Linked DNA regions of Mus musculus: all the other regions are linked to region 2. Evidence: chromatin contacts called from public ChIA-PET and Micro-C data. All regions are on one chromosome and are shown on one strand. The core of a region is the stretch at or near the end of the contact, and the rest is flanking DNA. Distances in the headings are between cores, read along the strand shown. Region 1 overlaps Ect2l (epithelial cell transforming sequence 2 oncogene-like). Region 2 holds the start of Heca (hdc homolog, cell cycle regulator). Region 3 overlaps Reps1 (RalBP1 associated Eps domain containing protein).

What was found. A called contact is a pair of places that touch in the nucleus more often than the background predicts. ChIA-PET counts read pairs in DNA pulled down with a chosen protein or histone mark.
Region 1: a contact with region 2 is called in an RNA polymerase II ChIA-PET map of memory CD8 T cells, with 132 read pairs. The contact joins the enhancer-like site here to the promoter of Heca in region 2. A contact is called at or near these places in 9 of 39 promoter capture datasets (the 3T3-L1 cell line, 3T3-L1-derived adipocytes, the C10 cell line and 5 more), 16 of 484 Hi-C or Micro-C datasets (CD4 T cells, CD8 T cells, CD8 central memory T cells and 8 more), 6 of 115 datasets of contacts at active chromatin or transcription factors (bone marrow-derived macrophages, effector CD8 T cells, embryonic forebrain and 3 more) and 3 of 9 other capture datasets (adipose tissue, embryonic stem cells and liver).
Region 3: a contact with region 2 is called in a Micro-C map of embryonic stem cells, with 2.8 times the contacts expected there. The contact joins the enhancer-like site here to the promoter of Heca in region 2. A contact is called at or near these places in 3 of 39 promoter capture datasets (the 3T3-L1 cell line, 3T3-L1-derived adipocytes and hippocampal neurons), 1 of 484 Hi-C or Micro-C datasets (embryonic stem cells) and 3 of 9 other capture datasets (adipose tissue, liver and pancreatic islet).

Annotation. Positions count from the first base shown.
Region 1 is chr10:18,191,301-18,194,905 of GRCm38.p6, reverse strand. All of the region lies in intron 3 of Ect2l (epithelial cell transforming sequence 2 oncogene-like), which reads left to right. Among named protein-coding and RNA genes, the nearest start is that of Ect2l, 18 kb to the left of the region's middle. Within about 2 kb of position 1,500, at least 44 of the 459 cell types and tissues checked have an H3K27ac peak or open chromatin away from gene starts, as enhancers often do. A contact at or near this core is called in CD8 T cells, CD8 central memory T cells, effector CD8 T cells and 3 more, where this site is marked.
Region 2 is chr10:17,946,602-17,950,408 of GRCm38.p6, reverse strand. It overlaps Heca (hdc homolog, cell cycle regulator), which reads left to right and starts at 2,342. Exons shown (of 4, transcript NM_001033432.3): 1 at 2,342-2,900. The coding sequence starts at 2,627.
Region 3 is chr10:18,088,493-18,092,078 of GRCm38.p6, reverse strand. Reps1 (RalBP1 associated Eps domain containing protein) reads right to left here. Exons shown (of 20, transcript NM_009048.2): 2 at 2,508-2,631. Among named protein-coding and RNA genes, the nearest start is that of Reps1, 34 kb to the right of the region's middle. Within about 2 kb of position 1,253, at least 12 of the 459 cell types and tissues checked have an H3K27ac peak or open chromatin away from gene starts, as enhancers often do. A contact at or near this core is called in embryonic stem cells, where this site is marked.

The DNA.
Region 1 (3,605 bases), core at 251-2,750, 250 kb before region 2:
GGGCGGTGGGGGAGGGGAGGGACAGAAGAAAGAAGGAAGGTCACGAGTAACCCAAGAGATCTTACGTCTGGTCACCCGTCTTCACCAGAGCAGAATGGACGTGGGGGTGGGCAGGGGCAGGACAACGCACGCATCCCTGTATACTAAGAACACCCATGTCCTCTCTAATCCACTCACTTACTCTTTCCGTGTGGCCCCTGCAAGCCGTTGGGTGAGGAAATCTCACTTGGTGTAGTCTGTCAAGAAACCTGGCTGTGAAGTTTTTCAGAGACAACATACTTCCAGCTTCAATTAGAGCCCAGCGCAGCAGCATCTCCTTGAGTTTGGAAACTCATTTTAAAGGAGAGCATTTGCACGTGGCAATGGGACGTTGTTTTAAGAACAAGCATCGCCCAGGGATGGTATAACACCAAAGCAGAACGAGAACAGACTCTTCAGGACCTTGCTAGCGCCATCACTGCTGTGGGCTTTGTCACCAGGGAAGGATGCGACTTGAACTGAAGACATGGGCAAGGTAAAAATTCTAGCCAAGGACAGAGCAGAGTGGCTGGAAATCACCATGAGGCGAGGGGATTCTGTCTAAACGAAGCTAGCAGGCTCCTGCTGGAGACAGGCAGAAGATCAGACACCTTCCCTCCCCTCTTCCTCCAAACACCGAAGGATCAGGAACCCGATCAGATTTCCAGGGTGATCAAGTATCAAGCGTTGGGATTTGTTCTGAAATGACTTAGCAATGTTCTTTGCTAAGACTAGATTCTACCAAGGAGCCCACCCAGATGGACAAAGGAGAAGGCTCGGGAGCTGAGAAGGTAGAACTTTGTCAGAAAAGGAGCAGGCAGTGTTCAGAGACAAGGCGTACCTCTGTACTGCCAACTATTGTATCTGGACAGGCAGAGAGTCTGGAAGTTTGGGTCATTTTGTCTCTTCCTTCCCACTAAGGACCATGTTCTGAGCATCCGCCAACGCTCTACACCATTAGAGCAATCATAAAATATCCTCATTCACGGCTGAGACGTTTTGTAGGGATTGATGAAGCTATTAAAAAACCTGCAAGTTTATTTATCTATATTTATTTTATATATATATGGGTATGTTTACCTGCATATATGTTTGTGTACTACAAATGTGTATTGCCTTCAGAGGTCCCAAGAGGGTATTGAATCTTCTGGGACTGGAGTTACAGGCATTTGTGAGTCACCACGTAGGTGCTGGGAACAGAGCCTGTCCCTTTGTAAAAGCACTCAGAGCCCTTAACCACTGAGCCATCTCTCTAGGCTCCTCCCAAACAAGAAATGGTTAAGTTTAAAAGCAAAGGGGAAACCAGACTCCTGAAGCTGTCGTGTAGGGGGAGAGGTGGAGACCAGTGGACGTGTTAAGCAAGTCTTGCATGGAAGTTCTCAGTCCCTACATTCTCAGTGGCTCAGTTCTATTGTGTTTAAAGTCTCCCTGAATCACGTAGAACCACCACACACGTGATGTTATCACCTACGGTACCTTGTTTGTCTAAACTGCTCTTATGTCGAGAGCTAGCCGCAGTACATCTCCAGTGTACAGGAGAGTGTGATTGATGTGGAAGGCAGGAAACTGTTGTGGGAAATATTTAAAAGAATGGCAAGTTCCCGAGCTACACCCAGCTACTCTCCGCCCTGTGGTCTCGAGCCGCCTCTAGCTAGGCAGTCTTCCCTTCTTCAGTTTGCCAGCCTCCTAGCCTCCTGTACCTTCTCAGCCATAAACCCCTGTGGCTGATGGTCCCAAATTCCAGTAACCCAGTAAATCAAAACTCTAGAATCTTATAATGAATCAGTCAGATTTATATATCAATACATTCTCAATTCACAAGATGCCCACACAGTAATTTCAGAGACAATTAATGATACAAGCGGTCCACCTAGATTAGACAAATTACCCCAGTTATTCTATCCTCCTCTTATAGTCACAGCTACCTGTGGCTACTTAAAGCCACACAGAATCTGGATCGTCTTCCTCCTGCTCCATCTTCCTTCCTTCCTCTACCTGTCTCCTCCTTCTCTGTCTCTGCAACTCTTATGTCTCTTTTCCATGTCCAATCACAGGCTTCTTGTTGTACTAATATATACAGTGATAGGACAGGGAAAATTCTGCTACGGAAATCGTCCCTTGTCTCTTCTCCATTTCCACCGAGGCTTTACATACTTCATTACCTTCCCACCAGAGCCATTCTGTTGTTTCTCTTTTCTCTGCCCACAATCCCACTCTGGTATTAAATGCCCGAGTATTGCTGATTACTGCACACCCAGGGGCCTGAAGGTTGAAGGCATCTCAGGATTGGATTGAATTCATTCCTGAGAGTGTTTGGTGGAAGAGAGGCCCTTTTGACAGTAATTCTGCCCAAGAGATGTTAGCAATGTCTGCAGAGTTTCTCGGGGTGCTTCCCCCCCCCCATCTTATACTTTAGCAGGAGCGTAAGGATGTGCATGGGCCCTCTCCCACCCCATGGTCTCTGTTGTGTGAAGATTTATTGCTCAAATTAGTCCTTGGGGAAAACATTTCAGGGGACAAGACGGAGGAGCACAGGTTGAGGATGACAAAGTTGAAATGTAGGAATCCTGGCCCCGTGATGACATCATCGAGTCCTAAGTTTTGAAGCTGCCCTGATTAGGGAGTCTAAGTTGTCTTGGGTCATCTGAGCTCTCCAGAATGAGGCAAAAAGCATTTAGCAGTCACACAGATGTGAAAGAGCCCATCAGACCCACACACGTTGTCCAAGGAGTTCATCAGAGCTACGAGCTTTCCTAAAACGACCACGTGCTTATTCTGTGCTTCTAACTTGACAGCAGCAGCAGCAGAATCTGCCCTAATGGCTGCTGCTTCGTCCATGGGAGTCAGGTCCGCAAACACTGAACAAGTGTGTCCCATCAGACTGAAGTTTGTAAAGCACAGATCGTGAGCCTTGATAGCCACTTTGGCTCAAGCAGCCTGGAATAGCGTTGAGGAAACGGTTGTCACCAAGTTCCCCAGGTGATCTGGTGCACAGCCAAGGACAACACACAGTAGAAGGCTCTGCGGGGCCCCAAGGCCCCTTCTGCCTGCTGATCTCTTCCTTCCTGGAGGCGTGAACGCTGGCTACACTGCTGCCCTGGCTTTGTAAGTGCCTTTTGCATCCCACAGTGTTGAGGTTACTTGTTGGTTTTTAGAATATACTTCATTATGTAGATGGCCCTAAACTTGATTGGAATAATTAAGGAGACTTTATTCCCGCATCACTGAAAATTCCAGGGATAGATCTGGTTGCAGTTGAAGCCTGGTTCCAGTAGTAAAGCTGGAGTTTGGTTTCTCTCTTTCTCTGCCTTTAGTATTGCCTTCGGCAATCTTGGCTCCTTACATACCCTCAGTGTGTCTGCAGGGGAAGAAATTGAATTATCTGAGGTTTTGTTTTTACTGGACTAGCTTATAGGTCCAGACCAGCACCTCCCCAGCCCCAGAGCCCTTCGAAGGCTAGTATCAAGATGACTTGAACTCCTGATTCTCTTGCTCCCACTTCCCGAGTGCTAAAGCTAAAGCCATGTGACACAGTGCTCAAGTGTGTGGTTCTGGGATCAAACCAAGGGCTTGCCAGGCAAGCATTC
Region 2 (3,807 bases), core at 1,093-3,592:
ATGATAAGACAGACACAATACTGCCATCACAGCAAGCTCCAAACAAGAGACAAGTGAGTGAATAACTTCATCCTAAGTGTGTAATGTAAGCCTTTTTGGTGAAAAGGTATGAGGGTCCATGGAGGCAAGCCTAACTTTGGGTTACCAGAGAAGACTTGGTAAGTTATTAATGGCTTAGTGGAGATATTAAGGTTCAGAAGAAATACAGGCAGAAGAATCCTTTAGGTATATTTCACACATTTGAAAAATTTGTACTAAACATGATAGTGGAGAAGGCTTTATATTAGACTGCAGAGTTAGAAACACAACCTGCCCTGTTCTACTGATACAGGGTGTGTGTATGTGCGCACAATGTGTGAATATAAGACATAAACACATCATAAGCACAAAATAGCTATTCTCTAGCTGGGGAGATACTTAAATTGGTAAAGTGCTCTTTGTACCAACTTAAGAACTTTATGTGACCCATGTAAAAACTGTGCACAGACACACATATCTATAGTCCCAGAGCTGGGAGGCAGAGAAAAGTGGATCCCTGGAACTCACCAGCTGGTCATCTAATATGTCCGTGAGCTCCAGGTCCATAAGAGACCCTGCCTCCAAAAAATAAGGTGGAGAGGAATAAAGGAAGACACCTGATACTAATCTCCAGCACACACATCTCTCTTCCACCTCTCCCTCCTTCCTTCCCTATCTATCTTAGCTATCATTTGGGCCTTCTAAAGAATTACTTTCCTTTAACATATAGTGTACTGCGTCCAACTAGCAATTGCTCTCAAGAATACAGTGTTGCTCCAGGCTCTGCCCATCAGAATCCTGGCTAGGAAGTCATGTGGATGGCTCTTCTCTGAGCAATTCCTTGGCCATCTTTCTAGACCCTTCAACCTAGCCACAGTGCCTTGCCTCAACAGTCCAGTCGATTAAAGATCACGCCATAGGAAGAAGACACTGTAAACGAGTTCAGTGTTTTTCTGTAGTCATGGATCAAGAATGTCATTTATACATTCACCAAGATCAGTTCAGTTGTTTCTTACGGCACCCAAGATAAAAATATGGCTGTTTCATGCGAGGGAACAGAGGAAAATTATTTAAGCATATACATTGCCAACGTAATCAGAGGTAGACAGGAGAAATAAACTGTGATACTCGGGACAGCTCTTCTGGTAAGGTATGGGATCATTCTGAAGAAATGAGCTGAGATCAGAAGGGTGGAAAGGAGCGGGTCTTTGAAAGGGGCAGAAGAGAGTGCAGAAAAGGAGATTACATCAAACTCTTCCCAGGAACCCTGTGCTCTCATCTCTTTTTCTTTCTTTCCGTTTTTCTTCTTTAATAATAGATTTTTAATACACTATATTCTGCTCTTCTTTCCCCTTCTCCAGCTCTGCCAAGATCCTCTCCACCTCCCTTCCCAGCCGAATCCACAGCTTTCCTGCCTCTTCTTAGAAAACAAATATGCATCTAAATAATAATAAAATAGATAAGATGAAAACAAACACACAATATAGGACAAAACAAACAAATGAAAAAGCATGAGAAAGTCATATAGATGTATTCGTTCAGTGAGGAATTCCACAAAAAACAGAAAACTGGAAGCCATATGTCTATACAAAAGACCTAAAAAGATTACACATATATATATATATATCCCTGACAAAACATTCTGAGACAAAGAACCTCTTAAGATTCAACTGAGTCTCTTTTGTGTTGGCCATCTACTGCTGAGCATGGCTGTGCCCTCACTTCTTCACCTCTGATGTCCTCCTCACAACCCGGCCGTTCTCTCCAGACAACTCAGTCTTCTTTGTGCAGCCTGGCTCCTCCTGGCTGGCTCTGCTTCTGACAGAACCGACAGAACCCTTGGGTCTCTGGTTGGTAGGTCTGGGCTAAATAAGCTTTCCACCACGAGACTGAAGAATTCCCATACAGGAGCTCAACTGCACTCTCCAGAAACTCCTATCTTACCATTGTTGAGCCGCAGAGCCATTGAGCGAATTATTAATCCGAAACCCTTTGTTTTGCTCTCCTGTTCTAGTCACCTGTTTGTTTTTCCAGACCACGTTGTCAGGTTTAGCTCCAGTAAGGTCAGAAGGCCAGTTAACAACTTCACGAACACTGCCTGGCTCCCAGTCGTGGCTGTCAGCACACGCGGGAAGCCCGCCAGCCTCCCTCTCCCAAGAAGGCGCCTGGATGACGTCACCCAGAGCCGAGGGCTGAGCGCCGAGCGTGACGTCACGGGGGCGGAGCGAGTTGCCGTGAGGTCACTGGGTGGGCGGGGCCGGGCTCAAGCCCCAGTGTCGTCACGGGCGGGGGCGGGCCTGGAGCGTGTCAGCGCAGCCGAATCAAAACAAGCCCGAGACCCGCCTTTTCCCTCGGGCTCCTCCGCGTCTCGCTCTGCTCGGGGGCCCGTTGCGCCCGCGCGGCTGCGAGCCTCGGGTGGCCGCGCGTGGCCGCGCCGGCTTCTGCCGCGGAGGGCGCGGCGGCCGGAATGTCGCGGCGAGGGCCGCGCGGCGGGGCGGGCGCCTGAGGAAGAGCGGCCGGCCCGCGCTCTCCGTGGCCGCCCCGGTGCGGCGGGGGAGCCGCCTTCGTGGGCGCCGGGGACCGGGACACCCGCGAGCGGGCCGGGGAGATGCCCAACCCCAAGAACAGCAAAGGCGGCCGCAAAAACAAGCGCGCCAACAGCAGCGGGGACGAGCAGGAAAATGGAGCCGGGGCCTTGGCGGCGGCGGGTGCGACAGGCGCGGCGGCCGGAGGGGCCCTGGCGGCGGCGGCGGCGGGCTGCGGGGCGGCGTCGCCCGGCGCGGTGGGCACCGGCGGCGCGGCGGGCCCGGGAGGTGCGGGCACGGGCGCCGCCAACGCCACCGTCGCTGCGGGGGCTGCAGCCGCGGGAGACGCTAAGAATGGTAAGACGACAGCGGCGGGGCGAGCGCCAACTTCCTCACCGACGGGCGGGCGGGCGCGGTGGCGGGGCCCTGGGTGGCGCGGGCGGCGCGTGGACAATGCGAGTCAGGAAGTGCTCGCCCCGCCCCACCGCCCCGCGCTGCCTTTCCTTTCGTGGTCCCCACGCGGAGCGGCGTGGACCGGGGCTGCGGGCCCCGCGGCGGCGCTCCGGTTGGTGCCTGCTCCCCGTGGTGCCCGCGCGGGCTGAGTCTGAAATGTCCCGGGTTGGTGGGAGCGAGGCAGCGGGCAAGCAGGAAAAGGAGCCCAAGTTAGAATGATCCGATTGGAAACTTCCCTGCTCACCGCGACCCACCCACCCACCATTGCCCCCAAAGAAGAAAAGCTGCAATTCCCAGCAGATGTAGGCCTGTTGCCTGATTGCCACAGGTGGAGAGAGAGAGAGAGAGAGAGAGAGAGAGAGAGAGAGAGAGAGAGAGAGAGAGAGAGAGAGAGAGTGTGTGTGTGTGTGTGTGTGTGTGTGTGTGTGTGTGTGTGTGGTGTTCATTTAATTCTCTTGTCTTGCTCGAGGAAGGAAGAGAATCTGAACTTGACTTCCGTTCCCAACCTGAAGTGTTTGGGTGTCTTTTTCTTTTTTTTCTCTCTCTTTCTTTCTCTCTTTTCTTCCTTTTCTTCCTTTCCTTCTTTTCTCTTTCTTTCTTTCTTTCTTTCTTTCTTTCTTTCTTTCTTTCTTTCTTTCTTTCTTTCTTTCTTTCTTTTCCTGTCCCTTGTATAATTGTTTCACATTTGTTTTTCTGAAGAAGCCCTGATAATTTCATGAGCGCTTGAATGATCCTTTAGAAGGGAGGAATGCAGGTAATAGCTAAGGTGTGACAGGATTTTCCCTTCTTACCACAGGATGCCTGACATTTA
Region 3 (3,586 bases), core at 4-2,503, 140 kb before region 2:
AGCTGAGGCTCCTAACTTTGAGACTAGCATAATGCAGATTAAAATTCCTTGGGTGCCCACCACCATGCCCAGCTGAGCACACAGCATTCTACTACCCATTTCAGTCTGGCTCATCACTCTCTTGCTGCCAATAAATTTTGAATAAAGGATAAAAAACCGATGCTGTGTCTAAAGGCTAACCATACTCCTCTAGAACAATACAACTACAGAATCATTTTCAGAGCAAAGTATACTTTTGGCCAACATAATTACCTTCACCCCAGCTCGTTTCATTTCACTTTCATTTCAGTTCACTAAGTAGTCTTGGCTAGCCTGGAACTTGCCAGACCAGGCTTGTCTTAAACTCACAGAACTCTGTCTGCCTCCGCCTGCATGTTAGGAGTAAAGACATCCGTTTCTCAGGCATGGCTCTCTGCTTCTCTACAGTCTCATCGGAAGGACTAGGACTGTTAAGCATAACTAGTGTGTATGTGAAGAACCCAAAGTTCTCTGAAAAGAATTTATGCTTTCAATACAAGAACATAGCAGAATAAGCCTGAGGACCATGGTGAAAACTTCCAGGTGACAGGAAGCTAAGCTAATATTTTAAACTATATCCATTTGTCAGGCCTGTTAGTAAACACCTTTAACATCAGCATACAGGAGTTCCAGGGCCCGAGTTTGAGGCCAGCCTACCCTACACAGCAAGACTGACTAAAGTATCTGAATAGTCATACTTTCTCTTTTCCCCTTCTCCATGGAAAGTATAAAACTACACTTAGGCATCTCTCTTTTTACAATGTTTGTTTTCCTTGACATCAGCAAGTCTCTAATAACAGAAAAAGGTGAATTATTTAAGGCAAACATTGTAAGGTGGGCAATGAAGTTTTAGTCTGCTAATACTGCATTAATATCTCTCTTAATCAGAAACTGACTGGTTTTGTTCTGTTTTTAAGACACTCACATATTCATTCTCCCGGCCCCTACCATTTGTGTCTATACATACACACTTACACATAGACATACACACTTATTCTCTCCCCCACCCATGTGTGTCTACACATACTTGAACACAACAGTGCACATGGAAAGGTCAAAGGGCACTTCAGGAGTCTGTTCCTTCCTTCTACCACATAGGTCCAAGGGTTTCAAACAGGTTGTGGAGGTTTTGTCTTTTACTCTCTATTGTAATGCTAAGTGCAGGCCCCCAAGACCAGGAGTCTGCACATAGCCCCTATGACCCTGCCCCCAAGTTAATTCTGATTGGTGAATAAAGATGCTAACAGCCAATAGCTGGGCAGAAGGATCAAAGGAGAGGTTTAGGTTTCATGGGTTTGGGGAGAGAGGAGGATCATGAGGAAGAAGGTGCAGTAGAGGAGGAAGAAGCTGCCATGGGTTAAGGGTCAAGAGAGTGAGGTCCTGAGGGCTGCCCAATTGGAATTAAGAGCAGCCCCGATACAAAACAGTGAATAGTAACAAGGAAAGATTCTAACAGCATGGAGGACAGCAGGCAGCTGCCCAGCTATTGTGCTGTTTAGGACTTACTGTAAATACAAAGGCTGTGTGTCTTTCATCTGGGAACTCAATAACAAAAGGTGGGCTAGAAACCCCAACCTAGGTTTTAAATATTTCTACTACCAGTTATCAACACTTTTACTGGCTAATAAGCCTTCTTGCCAACTCTCTAACCAGAGTTTTGTTAATGTTTTCTGAATTAAAGTGGAGTTTTCTTAAACAAAACATTTATATTTCTTAAACAGCAGATATAAAATAAGAAAAGAGGCTGCGTGGCTCAGTCCTATAATGCCACCCGCTTGGGATGCTGAGACAGAAGAGCAGCAAACTAAAGGCCAGCCTAGGCTACAGAATGAGTTCAAGGTCAGCCTGGGCAACTTGGTGAGACACTGTCTCAAAACAAACGAAGAGTGGGGTTACAGAAAACACTTGACTTGCATGGGTAAGGCCCTATATTCACACACACACACAAAGTATAAAATAATAAAGAAGCTATATATGGAGGATATTATTTAGTGAACAGTTGTTTTACTACTGCCATCAAATACGGATCACTGAGGAGGCTAGAAAATGGAAGAGGCTGGAATACAGTTTGGACACTTGCTGCTTTTTCAGAGGACCCTAGATTGATTCACAGCACCTACATGGTGGCTCACAATTGACCTTGACTCTAGTTCCAGAAGCTCCAATGCCCTCTTCAGATTGCCATAGGCACCAGGCACAGTCATAGTGCATGGACATACATGGAGTCCAAACATTCATACAATAAAATACATAAAACTAAAACTAAAATTTAAAAAGCATGACATACATTGGTAGGTTAAGCATATTCTTCAGCATAACAGATATATAGATATGTTTTTCTAATATTTTCACATATTAATAATGTCATGACACTTCAAAGTCACAAAGGCCACTATAATATCAGAAAAACTAATAAGCACCATGAATTTGGCTTCATCTGTAATTAGAAAAATATTATCATTTTAGTTAGTTATGTATTACATATTTACCAGTGTTTATACTTTCCACTCTTAATGGAAAACCAGACTGGGCAACAGCTACAAGCTTCAAAGCAATGTAGAACTGACTTCTTCCAAAATAACCAAGTCTTGTTGCACCACAAAGCTCCATGATCTACAAAAGAATACAGCATTTACATTAAGACTTATGGCAAAAATTCTTTGTCCAACAGTAAGTAACTATCCTATTTGTTTCTATATTTCTCTACTATCTCAAGTAATAACCAATTCCCTCAAGTTTCATGTTCATATTTAAAAACAATAAGCACCAATCTTACAACAATGAAGTCAAAAGATGTACATAATTTTATTACAATGATAGTTTTTCCAGAGCTGGGTGTAGGTGGTACAAACCTCTAATCCCAGCACCTGGAAGGCAAGGCAAGAAAGTCAATATTAACATCAAACTACTTTTCCTTAAAACATGGAAGTGCTCAAGGATCCACATTAACCACTGTAGTCATTCAACTACTATCTCTACACTGGTATAGAGAATTTCAAATTATGAGATGAAATTATGTCTCAAGAAGATGAGGTAGGGACCTCCCCATCAACACCCCTCCTACCACCATGGAGATCCACTCCACTTCCCAGCTTTCCCACGGAGGACACCCAGCCCAGCAAGCTCAGCAGCTGTCAGGTCAGCCCTGTCCTTTCTGAGCTCCATCTTTCAGTCCACAAGTCTACCTGCAATGGCAGATCTGTACCTTACTCCCCAGTTGACAACTCTGCCTGCCTCTTGGGAGACCTGCTCCTCACCAGGGACAACCAAGTGAGATACCCACACTACTACAATTCCCAACCTGCCTCCCCCACCCCACCCCCTGCAAGGCCAGTAGCCCTGAGGTCTGTGCCATCCTTTCTGTTTTCTGTGCTCCATCTTCTGGTCCAAACCTCTACCTACAATCATGGATCTGCACTCCACTCCCGAGCCACAGCTCTGCCTGCCTCCCAGGAGGCCTGCTACTGCTAGGGACTACCAGGCCAGCCAAAACCAGAGACAACCACATGGCTCAAGGAAAGTATAAGAACGCAATCAACAAAAGCCAGTACAATATAGGTACCATCAG